Regions from separate parts of the Zea mays genome. Here region 2 is linked to region 1. A link is a contact called in public Hi-C data. All regions are on one chromosome and are shown on one strand. Each heading gives the region's core, a stretch centred on a gene start, on an enhancer-like site or on the middle of the called end of the contact. The rest is flanking DNA. Distances are from core to core; before and after follow the strand shown.

The links. Hi-C and Micro-C count contacts between places; a contact is called where the count stands out from the background.
Region 2: a Hi-C map of bundle sheath shows a contact between it and region 1, with 3 times the contacts expected there. The contact joins the promoter of LOC103643160 here to the promoter of LOC103643157 in region 1. A contact is called at or near these places in 2 of 25 Hi-C or Micro-C datasets (bundle sheath and ear).

Annotation. Positions count from the first base shown.
Region 1 is chr1:204,775,152-204,780,835 of Zm-B73-REFERENCE-NAM-5.0, reverse strand. It overlaps LOC103643157 (transcription factor bHLH30), which reads right to left and starts at 3,528. Exons shown (of 2, transcript XM_008666315.3): 1 at 3,277-3,528; 2 at 2,304-3,146. The coding sequence starts at 3,444. The coding sequence ends at 2,595.
Region 2 is chr1:205,002,593-205,008,276 of Zm-B73-REFERENCE-NAM-5.0, reverse strand. It overlaps LOC103643160 (ubiquitin carboxyl-terminal hydrolase 17-like), which reads left to right and starts at 2,533. Exons shown (of 11, transcript NM_001326697.1): 1 at 2,533-3,125; 2 at 4,681-5,596; 3 at 5,675-5,684. The coding sequence starts at 2,722.

The DNA.
Region 1 (5,684 bases), core at 2,279-4,778:
TAATTTCCATGCAAAACTCTCTGGGATTGTGTGTTGTGGATTGCCTCCCTACACTCGTGCAAGTAACACGTCCCTTTGGTGTTTGCCTTTCTTCTGTGCATTTTCCACCTCCTAGGGTTTTCATGCATGCGACCTGCTTGAATATGTCATAGTCCAGTTTCTAACACAAATTCCACGGTTTTTGCTCCAAATTTCGTGCTAGAGTTATATAATCCAACTTATGTTGCTTCCTTCTCCAAAATAGTATTGATTACTACCTACCACAATCACATCTTCCATAGACCCTGTTCCATCCAAAACTAGACTACTCAAGTATGCCTACTGTCTTAGCTTATATATACATGTTTTTGGCTCCATCCTTCACTCTTCACCACTCATGACATAAGTTCTCATGTCATTATCATGCCATTTTCCTACTCTATTCAAAATCCCTATGTCTATTATCCCTCTTCCAAACATCTCCAAATGCATACATAACCTAAGTGCCATTCTGGATTATTTATAGGATACATTTCTTCATCACAAGCCATCTTGTACCAACATCTCGTGAAAACACTTCGTATACAACACTTCACTCATACATCAATATTCTACACATGTGCCGTCCTTTCACATTCCATACTCTTTATGACTTTGTTACTCACTCGTGCTCACCTCTTCTGTCATTTTCGGTTTGACGAGCCGACTCGAGTGTCTGTCTTACCTCTGCAAACATGTCCAATGTCACACCAGTGACACACTAGATACCCAGAGGATCAATATATGGTGGACAACAGTTAGCCGGCAATGCCTACCTGATGTGGAAGACAATGGACGTGTCTGGTGCGACGTAGAAAATTCAACTACTTTCCAACGGATCTTTTGGGCTTGGAGGCTATAAATACCACCTCAATCAACCATTTATGAAGTGTGGGAGCTGATAAACATAGTATGTGAGTTGAGACTCTAATTCTTTAGCTCTAGACACCTAAGTGCTCAAAGAATCACTCGATGATTAGTGTAAGTGCTTTGTGAAGTGCTTAGATTAGTTAGATCACAAACTAGTGCTTTCTCTAGGTTAAGCCTAGTTGATTAGAGTGGGGTTAAACACCTTCAAACTCTTGGTGCTTGCACGCATCAATGTATCCATCGACACTTGTGTGTCATTGTAGTTGTACCAAGAGGGGATGTATCTTGCGAGATCACATCAACTGCGTTTGTGGCATGACCACCATCATGTATTGGAGGGAACGAAGCTTATGCCATTTTAGCTGGAAGCTCAACAGTGGAGATGATGGGAGCATTCGAGAGGTGCATGAAGTGGTGCACCACTTACACGTGGACAAGACATTTGGCTATCTACAGAGTTACCTAACCGGGAGTTTGGCCCTCGCGTGGGCTATCCTTTGCGTAGGGGTTGCAACGAGGATTAGTAAGAAGTCTGCACACTTCTTGATATCTTGGTAAAAATACTGGTGCAATAACATCAATGGCAGTTTACATCTATATCTTATTTAAGCTTCCACATTTATATTGTTGTTTTTGGTTGTGTGATTTATCTTATTAGCTTAGTCATAGGCTAGTGGATAGGTTTGGAACCTATGTTGCAAAATTCCTTTTGTGATAAAAATAATAACACTTAGGAAAAACCTTAGTTGCACATATTAACGCTTGGTTATCCGTATAAGTTTTGTTTAAAAGAAATATTAGATGCCTAGATTAGTGTAAAAAATAATTATCGTAATTTACCCTCCCTTTTAGGCGTTCATGTTTCTTTCAAGTTTCAACTAGCTTTTAGGAGTTGAGTATATATACCATTATACCCTAGCCTTCTCTTTTGAGAGATGCTGATTCTGGTGCTTTCTATATCTAGCCTTTCTAAGCCTTGATAGACACTCCCTACACCCTAGATTGATCCATAATTGCCAAATCCAAGTAGTGGTTTGACCGAGATTCAAAATGATCCTTTATGATGTGGAAAGAAGAAAGAGGCGATCAATTTGAGAAGCACTCGCATCATGAGCTAAAAATTAGTGTCATGAAACAAGTCTTACACTATTACATAGAATAATATTGCGATGCAACTCAGCTTCTTTATTCTATACAAGAATTAAAAGAATTGTTCAGTTAACATGAGAAAACTTGAAAGATCCTTTATGTTATGCACAAGTCAAGGAATTGTTAAGTTAAACAAATTTTAAAAGCATAGCCCATCACATGGTGCGGAGAGCCAGACCTTCTATAATAATGAAATGTTGAATCGCCAAGAACTCCTCGATCGGGGCCCCTTTCTTTTTCTGAATGCTACATAATATAGTAATATATATATTCAAACTCCTAATTCGTCGTTTTAGAGTAGGGAAGGCTCAAATATAGCCCTTACAAAATATCAAAACTTTGTTCCGGGGCTTCGGCCAATGCAGCGCTGCAACTGCAGTTCCAGCCTTGCATCACCACCACACCTTGCCCTAAATTCCACTATCGCCAACAGTATACCCTGACAATCCTTAAGATCATACGTACGGTGCTGCTATACGGTCAATGCATCAGCAGTTCAGCATGGACACGGAGTCGCTCGCTTCATATTGGCACGGCCTAGCAGCTCGGCACGGCGTTCACTGAACCCTGGCGATCTGCGCGGAGAAGCGTGGCCGCTTGTATCCTTCCCCGGCGGCGGCGACAACATGCTCGTCGCGGTTGAGCAGCACGGCGCGCATGGCCGCGCGCAGCGTGGACAGCGCCACCGCCCTCCCGTTCCCCGCGGCAGTTGCGCTGCCGTCGTCGCCGTCGTCACAGACCTCCAGCTCCAGGACGCTGCGGGTCCTCCCGCCGACGGTGGCGATCTCTACGCGGACGGGGCACGCGTTGCTGACCGACCGGACGGCGCGGCCCAGGTCGGACAGGAGCCCCGGGCGGTCGTCGCAGCACACCCACGCCCTGACGCGCCGCGGCGGCGGCTGGCTGACGTCGGCGTCCGTCCCTATCCCGCCAGCGCCGTGGTGGCGACCTGCTGGCCGCCACCGGCAGCCGTCCTCCTCCTCGACGCCCACCTCGTCGCCCTCCCCCGGGATGACGCCGAGGCCGACCCCCGCCGCCGCGTCGCTCGCCTTCTCGCGCAGCTCCCGCACGTACCGCACCACCTCGCCCAGCAACGCCGCCTTGTCCATCTGCACGATCGAGCGCGCGGGTCGTCAGGTCAGCCACCACACGTACGCATCCCATGCATGCTGCAGCTCCGATCGTTTTGTCTCTCGTGTGGTAGTCGTGTGTAACGCACGCACGCACATACTGACGTACCCGGGATGCGGAGGGGACGAGGGTGCGGAGCGTGGCGAGGTGGGCGTTGATCCGCTGCCGCCGCTTGCGCTCGGCCTCGCTGTGGCTCCGGCCCCGCTCCTTCCGCAGCGCTGGCGCCGGCGCCGGCGCCGGCGTCGATCGCTCCCCCTCTCCGTCCGTCGCCACCATGTCTCCACCTCCTCGCCCACCTGCCGCCCAAGAAACTGAACGGACAAGCGAGCTGGGCTGGCGTAATGCGTAAACGCTCGTAGAGCTAGGCGATCGTCGTCTGGAAGCGGAAGCGTCGCGGGCAGGGGTTTTCAAAAAGGACACCTATCGATGGCGGGAAACCCCAGGGGGGCGGGCGACCACGACATGCTGGGCTGGCGCAGTGACTGCGCAGCGCTCGGGCCGCGCGCCGACACGCGGTGCGCTTCCTTTTTGTTCGGGGTGGGCTGGGTGGCGTCAGCGCGGCGCCCCCGCGACGACGGCTGTTTTGGCGCCTGGCGCGCGGAGGGGGAGGGGAAGGGTTTCGACGCCTTTTTCCTCGTCGGCCGCAGAGCCGAAGTTTTCGGGGGCGGGCAGCAGGCGCAGAGCAAGGAGGCGAAGGCGAGACAGGGAAGCCGTGTCGCGGGGACATGGGAGCGACACGGCGCCTGTGGCTGATCGCCGCGACGCTTTGCGTCAGGGCGCGGCAGCCTTTGGGACTGGGAGGGACGGATCAGAATTCCTGCTGGACCGGGGCTGCTTTTCCACGTCCCCCCTTGGAACGTAACTTGTCGGCTGGTCAGCGAAAAGCGTCGGCGGGCAAAATGCTGCTTGCCGACTTGGAAAATCACCGCCCCCAGAGAATCGAACCATTTCATACGAAGTAGGAGTGCTATACCAAGTGGAATGATTTACTATTTCGAGAAATTAAGCTATTTCATCAAATTTAAGAGATAAATTTATAGTACATCATGATTGTTCAGATCCGCCTACTGATAGATGATTGAATAGCTGATTTAAATATGTAAATGAACTATTAACACATTTGTTAGTAACACTCATGGCTAATAATTAGTAGATCTAGCTATTTGCTCCAAGTATAATTTAGCCGCTATCTACCATTCTAGCCCAATTTAACCAATTGTTAGCTGCTTGAGCATATAGATCGCTTTATGCCCTCTTTGGTTATTCTCATCCCATATGGATTGGATGAGATTAGAAAAAAAATTGAAGAATTTTGACTTATTTGAGATTTAAACACCCTCAATATATCCCTCCCAATTCATATGGATATAGGTTTACTCTAGGTTTATAGCACAATAGTGTACATAGCACACCTTCTATAATACACTCTCTGCACCCACTCTGTTTCTGCATATAGGTTTACTCTAGGTTCATATATAACAGCACTTTCTTTCTTCATTTAATTTGTTGCCACATAGGATAGATAACGACATGGATTCCTTATAGAGAGGTGGTTGTGCATCATTGCAGCTGCCCTAATCAGGGACGGAGCCAGAAAATTTTTTAGAAGGGACTAAACTAAATTAGTATAGTATAGAAATCTCTCTTACATTGTATATGTAAGCTAAAAATCTTAGGAGGGGCTATAGTGAGGCTCCATAGACTCGGCAGCGGTAGGAGAGGCTCGAGCCTCGCCCGCCCCACCGCTGCCTCCGTCCCTGGCCCTAACAATTCTCTAATCATACAAGCTATACATTTAATACTTGGTCTACCTTCTTCTCTCACAAATAGTCTTAGAGTCTGTGTGCAACCCACTCTCAACTAGCTACTAGTGAGTAGTCCATTTTTCTCTCTTTACTTCTCTTTCTTCCACCTCATCATAAATTTGACATGACATATTTTTCAGCTCGTTTACGTCAGCTTATTATACTTGCTCTGCTCCTGATGGTCTAGGTAATCTAAGACACCAATTAAATATAAATGATCCCTATAGAAAGATATCACTTAATGATCTAGTTAATCTAAGATAAATGACCCCAATAAACCTCATGCAGACCGAGAGAGAAAAAAAAACATGTGAGAATGATCGTGGTGTGTACTTTGATGTGGATAGACGATTCGTGCTTTGGTGTGGGGGCCTAAAATTCGCTATAACGTGGTCAAACTCGGACCTAAAAAGTGTTCCTTAGGATATTCTTAATAGTACTTTTATGGTGGTTCCATACACGTTTAATAATATGCCACATCAAATTATTGGATGACATGTCATAGCATTTAAGATAGCATTTAAGAGAATTGAGTTTCATAGGATAAAACTAGTTTCATGGGGATAAAACTATGTTAACTCGTTTCCAATATCTTAGAAACCATGTGATACGTGATTTATTTCATCTTTATATATTTTACTAAATTCTATTAGTCATTGAGTTACATCATTTAATTGTATGTTAGTCTATGAAATAGTGAAGTAAATTTTT
Region 2 (5,684 bases), core at 1,284-3,783, 230 kb before region 1:
GTGAGGTGTCTGTCTGGCCAAATATTCTGCTGGATACTTTTACCAGGTGGACAAGTTGGGACCTAAACCACGCCACAAGCTAACAAAAAGTATGCCTTTTGACGGTATGGTTTTTTTTTTGTAGAGAGAGAGTGTCGAATACTGCTCCGTGTGGTGGGAGAAGAGAAAGAATATTCAAAATAGCTGAAGTAGTACCGGTTCGTGGACTTCGGGACCTTTGTCTGGGCTGTCTGTCCACGTTCATGCCATTGCCATTTGCCATGCCATGGCTACGCACGATCTGCCGCGCCAAGTTTACCGAATGACCAACCGACAACTACTAGTCGCGCACGTGCAGTGGACTCGAAGCCTCTTTTTTTTCTCTCTCTCTCTCTCTCGCAGTCTCGCTTCTGCCCCCCGCCCCCACTGTGTATCTTTCACCGACACGCGCGCAGAGAACTCGATGGCGCGCGGGAGGATCGCAATGCAACGCCGGCATCATCGTCGTCCGTCTGTCGCAGAATGCTGCTTCTTACTTGTAAATCCTAAGCCCATCTGACGCCAGCGCGGCGGCGGGCCACGCGTCAACGTGAGCACTCAGCAGGCCGGCGTCGGCGTGTGCCAGCCAGTCGAAGCCGGTACGGAAGAATCAGCCGCGCGCGCGCTTGCTGCCTTGCTGCGTGCCTGCGTGTAGTAGTAGTACGAGATGCACTTTTGCTTTGTGGATTGTGTTGCCGCGTCGTCACGGCTCCGACCCCCGGCTCCATCCACCGACGGGCACGCCTGCCAAGTGACAAATCACATATGATATGCCATCCCTTCCTCCACCAGCCGACCGCTGCGCCCGATGGCTCCGACCGACCAACTCCCCCGGCCACGGCCGGCCGGCGCATGCGTGACTGACGACAAAACATCTGATTTCGAATTTAGCTAACGGCTATATATAACGTATATCACATTTTTTTTGTGTAAAAGAAGAAGATTCGTATTACACATAGATAGATACCTGATATATGTTACACTACATCATGCAGCTTCCACGGTTAGTACGACGCGGTCGGGCCGGCGACACTCGTCGTCGTCGAGCGCACGCGGTCGACGCTGACTCAAAAGGAGGAGGTGGGGCCTGGAGGATGGCCCCTATCCGGCATCGGTCGTCTGTTGGGCTTGCCTGCCTCACACGCTTGCGCCCGTGCGTGCGGCCATGCTGCTTCTACTCGTTTCTCTGTAGCGGTAGTTGACGCTTGGTCCGCGCGCGCAACTCCAAGCAAGTCCAATCCAACCTAGGACGCGGAAAATCTCGGACGGAAATTGTTGGGTGGGTGGAGCAAAAGTCGCTGGAAAATGGAGGCCTGGTTCGGTGAACACACACTGCCTAGTTTCTGTCGGCAAAGTTCACTTGTATCAACTTCCTATAATCCCTATGTCACCTTTTTCTGGACGATCATTTGCCTAGTTGGAAGGTCACCAGATTTTATTTTTTTTGGACGCATTAAGCATGGGGGGATGGGAACCGAATGTTGGCAGGAAACGACTTGCATCAGAATACTAAGGTTCGTCTCAAGTGACGTGACACAAAGGAACCACACAATGGGAAAAGATCGGCCTGCCGAAGTTTCCTCATAAAAAAAGTACCTTCACCGAGATACTAGCACTCCAATAAACACGCAATATCCATCAGAAACTCAGCCAGACAGACCTCACCAATCAAAGAGGAAACAAATCGATCATGACAAGATCTCGCATGGGGTCCGCTCGTCAGCCTGCACGTGGGGTCCCCCGGAATAATGGCGGGTACCGCCACACAGTTTCCCGCGTTTCCTCTCCCGCGGAAACTAAGCACTTGCTCCGAGTCCGAGCAGAGGACTTGCCCCCGCGGAAAGAAATCCCATCAACGGCCAGGACCCAACTGATGAGGCCCATCGGACGGCCAGGCGCGCTCGTACGCACGGACGGACAACCAGAGCCCACGGTCCCGTCCCGTCCGTCGGAAGTCGGAACCCATTCCTTTCTTGTACCGCGCGTCAGCGCCGCTGTGCTGCCCCGCCGGTACCGTTAGGGCCTGATTGGTTGCCGTATCTAGGCAGCATGGCCGAGCGAGCCAGGTCCGCGGCAGCCTGGCTGTGCATCGCGTGAGCCTGGCTCCACAGATGCGCAGATTTTGGTCGCATCTCTAGAGCCTGGCCCGAGCTCCTTTTTTGCATCGCGAGACACATGCGCTGATGCATATGCGGCAAACCAAACAAGCGGCAAAGTAGCACGCGCCTAGTTACGTGGATGCAACCTACAACCAAACACACTACGACCGCATACCGTGAGCCTGGTTGGCCTATATGCGGGCAACCAATCAGGCCCTTACTTACTTGCCCCGTCTCCGTCTCCCTGCCTGTCTCGTCGTCGAGCACCTTTTGCACCTCGCCCCCTCCACAAGTCGTCTAATTATTCCTCGGGAGCGTGCGCGGACCGGAAACGGGTACCGCTGCCCGCCGGCTGCTGCTTGGTGCCTTCCTTCATTGCCGCTGCAGCCTGGCCTGCCTCTGCGCGCGCCACTTCCCAAGACCAGACCAGGCACGGAACGAACCCGAACCTGAGAGGGAGGGGGGAAATTTTCGCAGCGGATTTGCGTTTGCGCCGGTTAGGTGGGAATCGGGGCCCGGATCCGGCGAGTAGGAGCGGCGGGGCCGAGATCTATGCGCGGAGGGGGAGGAGGACCGGGCTGAGGAGGGGAGCTGCAGGGGCCCAATGGAGGAGGCGGCGGAGTCGTCCTCGGCGGCGGCGGCGGCGGCCCTGGTGCTGGCGCTGGTGGCGCTCGTCGTGGTGCCGGCGGTGGCGCTGCTGGTGCGGGGCCGCTGGCGCCGGGCCGCGGCGCGGAGGGAGGAGGTGCGCCGCCTCGCGCGGCTGGCTGCCGAGGAGTCCGAGCTGGCGGAGCGCGAGTCCGCGCTTGCCTACTACTCCGAGCTGTTCCCGGGCGTCGTGCACGCCGCGGGGGCGCCCGAGTGGGGCCCGCCGCCGGTGGCGGTCCCGGTCCCGGCGCAGGAGGAGTTCGACGCGCAGCCGCAGCCGTCCGTGGGGGCAAAGGGGGTCTGTGCGGTGTGCTTCAGGCCCACCACGTTCAGGTGCAAGCAGTGCAAGGCCGTCAAGTACTGGTGAGTGCGGGCGAATCCCTGCCTTCACCGCCCCCCTGATTCAGTCTCCAGTTTGTTTAATTCCATCCAGTGATTGGGGAATTTGTGGGAACATAGATACTACGTGATTTGCACAATTTTGGAGTGGATTGGGTCCTGTAATTGGTACATTTTTTTAGTTATTACACAAAATTTAGACTCTCCACCAAACCTTTGGGAACGCTACCCTGGTTTAGGGCACTGCTAACCCTCATTTAATCCTTATGGCCGTTTTTAAATCGTCGCTCGATAACCTTGGGTCGATGCACAGCGTTGCTGATTCCTCACAGAAACTCGGATTCGATAGAGCTTTGGATGGATATCATATTCTCGGAGTCCCTGATAGCTTGTACCTACAAAATCAACAGTTTGTTTCACATCCCTGTCTCCATGTCTCTGCCACTTAGAATCTAGGTTCCTGCCAATTTAATCTGTATTTTCTTTTATCAAATTAGGCCACAACATGTGCTATGGTGTAACCTTCTCGTAGTAACTTGCATGTTATTTTACATGCCTCAAGGTCACCAATTTCATGGACAAAAATACTTGGTATTGATCTGTTTGTATATTCGACTATGTGACAGAAAATGATTCATACTTTATTCTCATGCTGAAATGTTCATAAACCTAGTTATTCCATATTATTAATTACTTATACATCTAAGTAATTTTCATCTATGTGTGGGTGTGGATGTGTGATGCGATACTAGTATACTACTGGAGTACCAGACTAGATCTGGACATATAACAATAATATAATCAATGATCAAAGTGTGTTTTCAGGGACCATGCCAAAAAATGGGTCAAAGTTACCTCGAAGTTGTGTAACAAGTATTTTGAAGCTATTATTTGACGAGGCTAAAGCAAGTATAGTGAGCCTGAGGTAGTATTTGACATTAGGAAGTACTGTGCATGATATGCTTGTTTGACGGTGAGTCAATGCACCAGCTAACCTACAATAATACCACACAGTTAATATTTTATTACAATTTTTAACTAAAAAATGACATGCACTGAACCTCATCATCCCATATTTGTCTATCTACCTATGAACTTCAAGACTCTTGAATTGTGGAGAAATTGTTTTGATGGATAGGATATGGAGGCCAGTATGCTGTAGATCTATCATGCATATGCTTTTCTGCAAGTTTACACGATGTATTTCTAGATTTGTCTTTTACTTGCTAATCCTTTTTTCAATCATTTATTTGCATGCATACATCTTCTGTGGAATGGATGGCATTCGTTACTCCCTAGAGTCATTAAAATGGTAGTGTTGGACATTGCCTAAATAAAATAGGAACAAGTGGTAGAGTAAAGGAACATGTGCCATGTGGGAATGGCATGCATCCATTCTGGTGTTGCAGGGATGTTTACACTTCATTTAGTAGCATAGCATGAGTTTTGAGGTGAAGTGATGTGTGGCTGGAAAGGTCCTGCTGTTTCTTTTTTCTGGGTGAAATCGTGTGGACATCCGTGGGTTAGCAAATGATGTTGACTTTCTTAGCTTCTAAACTTGAATGACACTGTTTTGCAGTTCCTTCAAATGCCAGATAGCCCACTGGAGACAAGGTCACAAAGATGAATGCCATCCACCAAGTGTTAATACTAGGCCTGATGATGAAGAAGAAAAGGCTGAAGTGGGAAAATCTGCCAAAGAGAATGCATCAGTTGGTGTTAAACAGGATGCTCAAATGAACAAACCAGCTGTTGGATCTGAAACTTCTGATGCAAACCATGATTTGAAGAGTTCAAATGGTAAAAGTAAACATATGCCTTCTGAAGCAGTATGTACCAGTGCAGAGATTCCTGGAGGTCATAAGTCCAACAGCACAGTTGAAATTGATCAAAACATTCAGTCTGTTGACAGTAGTAAGATGGGATCAAGTATCAAACATGCAAATTTTGTTGAAGATGGTTCTTCCACCGTGGACTTAAATGAGGCATTGCCATGTAACTCTCATTCTTCTTCACCAAACATTAATGGTCATAGCAGTTTTGTAAACGAAGAATTCTGCAATCATTCCAAGGAACACCAAAGAGCTAAGGATGCCAGTGTTGTTGAGGATTGTTCTCAGACAAGCAGTACCAGGGAGCTTGAAGACAGTAGCATTCCCCACGCAGCTGCATCTGTTGTCTTGGAGTCCAAAAGTTCTAGGACTCCTATTCATGTAGAACTTGAGAGGTCTAAAACAAAATCTGCTGGGAATGACAGCATTCAGAGCACGAAACCTGTGCCATCTGCATTGACTGTTGACAAAGCCACTTCAGTTCGTGGGAGTCTTTCTATTACACCTAATAATTCATCTAAAGTAGCAGATAGTCTTCCTGACAGAAGTTTTAAACCTTCAGATAGGTCAGGCTCAACAACAAATAACCTTGCAACATCTCTGAAGAAAATGGTCAGGCAGCAAACTGCACCAAAAGTTGTGAGGCATTATCCATCAGAATCGGTAAGATAATTGAATATCTCTCTGTATGTAGCATCTTTTTATTTCTCTTGTATCTGCTAATAGTTTTCTTTTGTTCAGACTCTCTTCC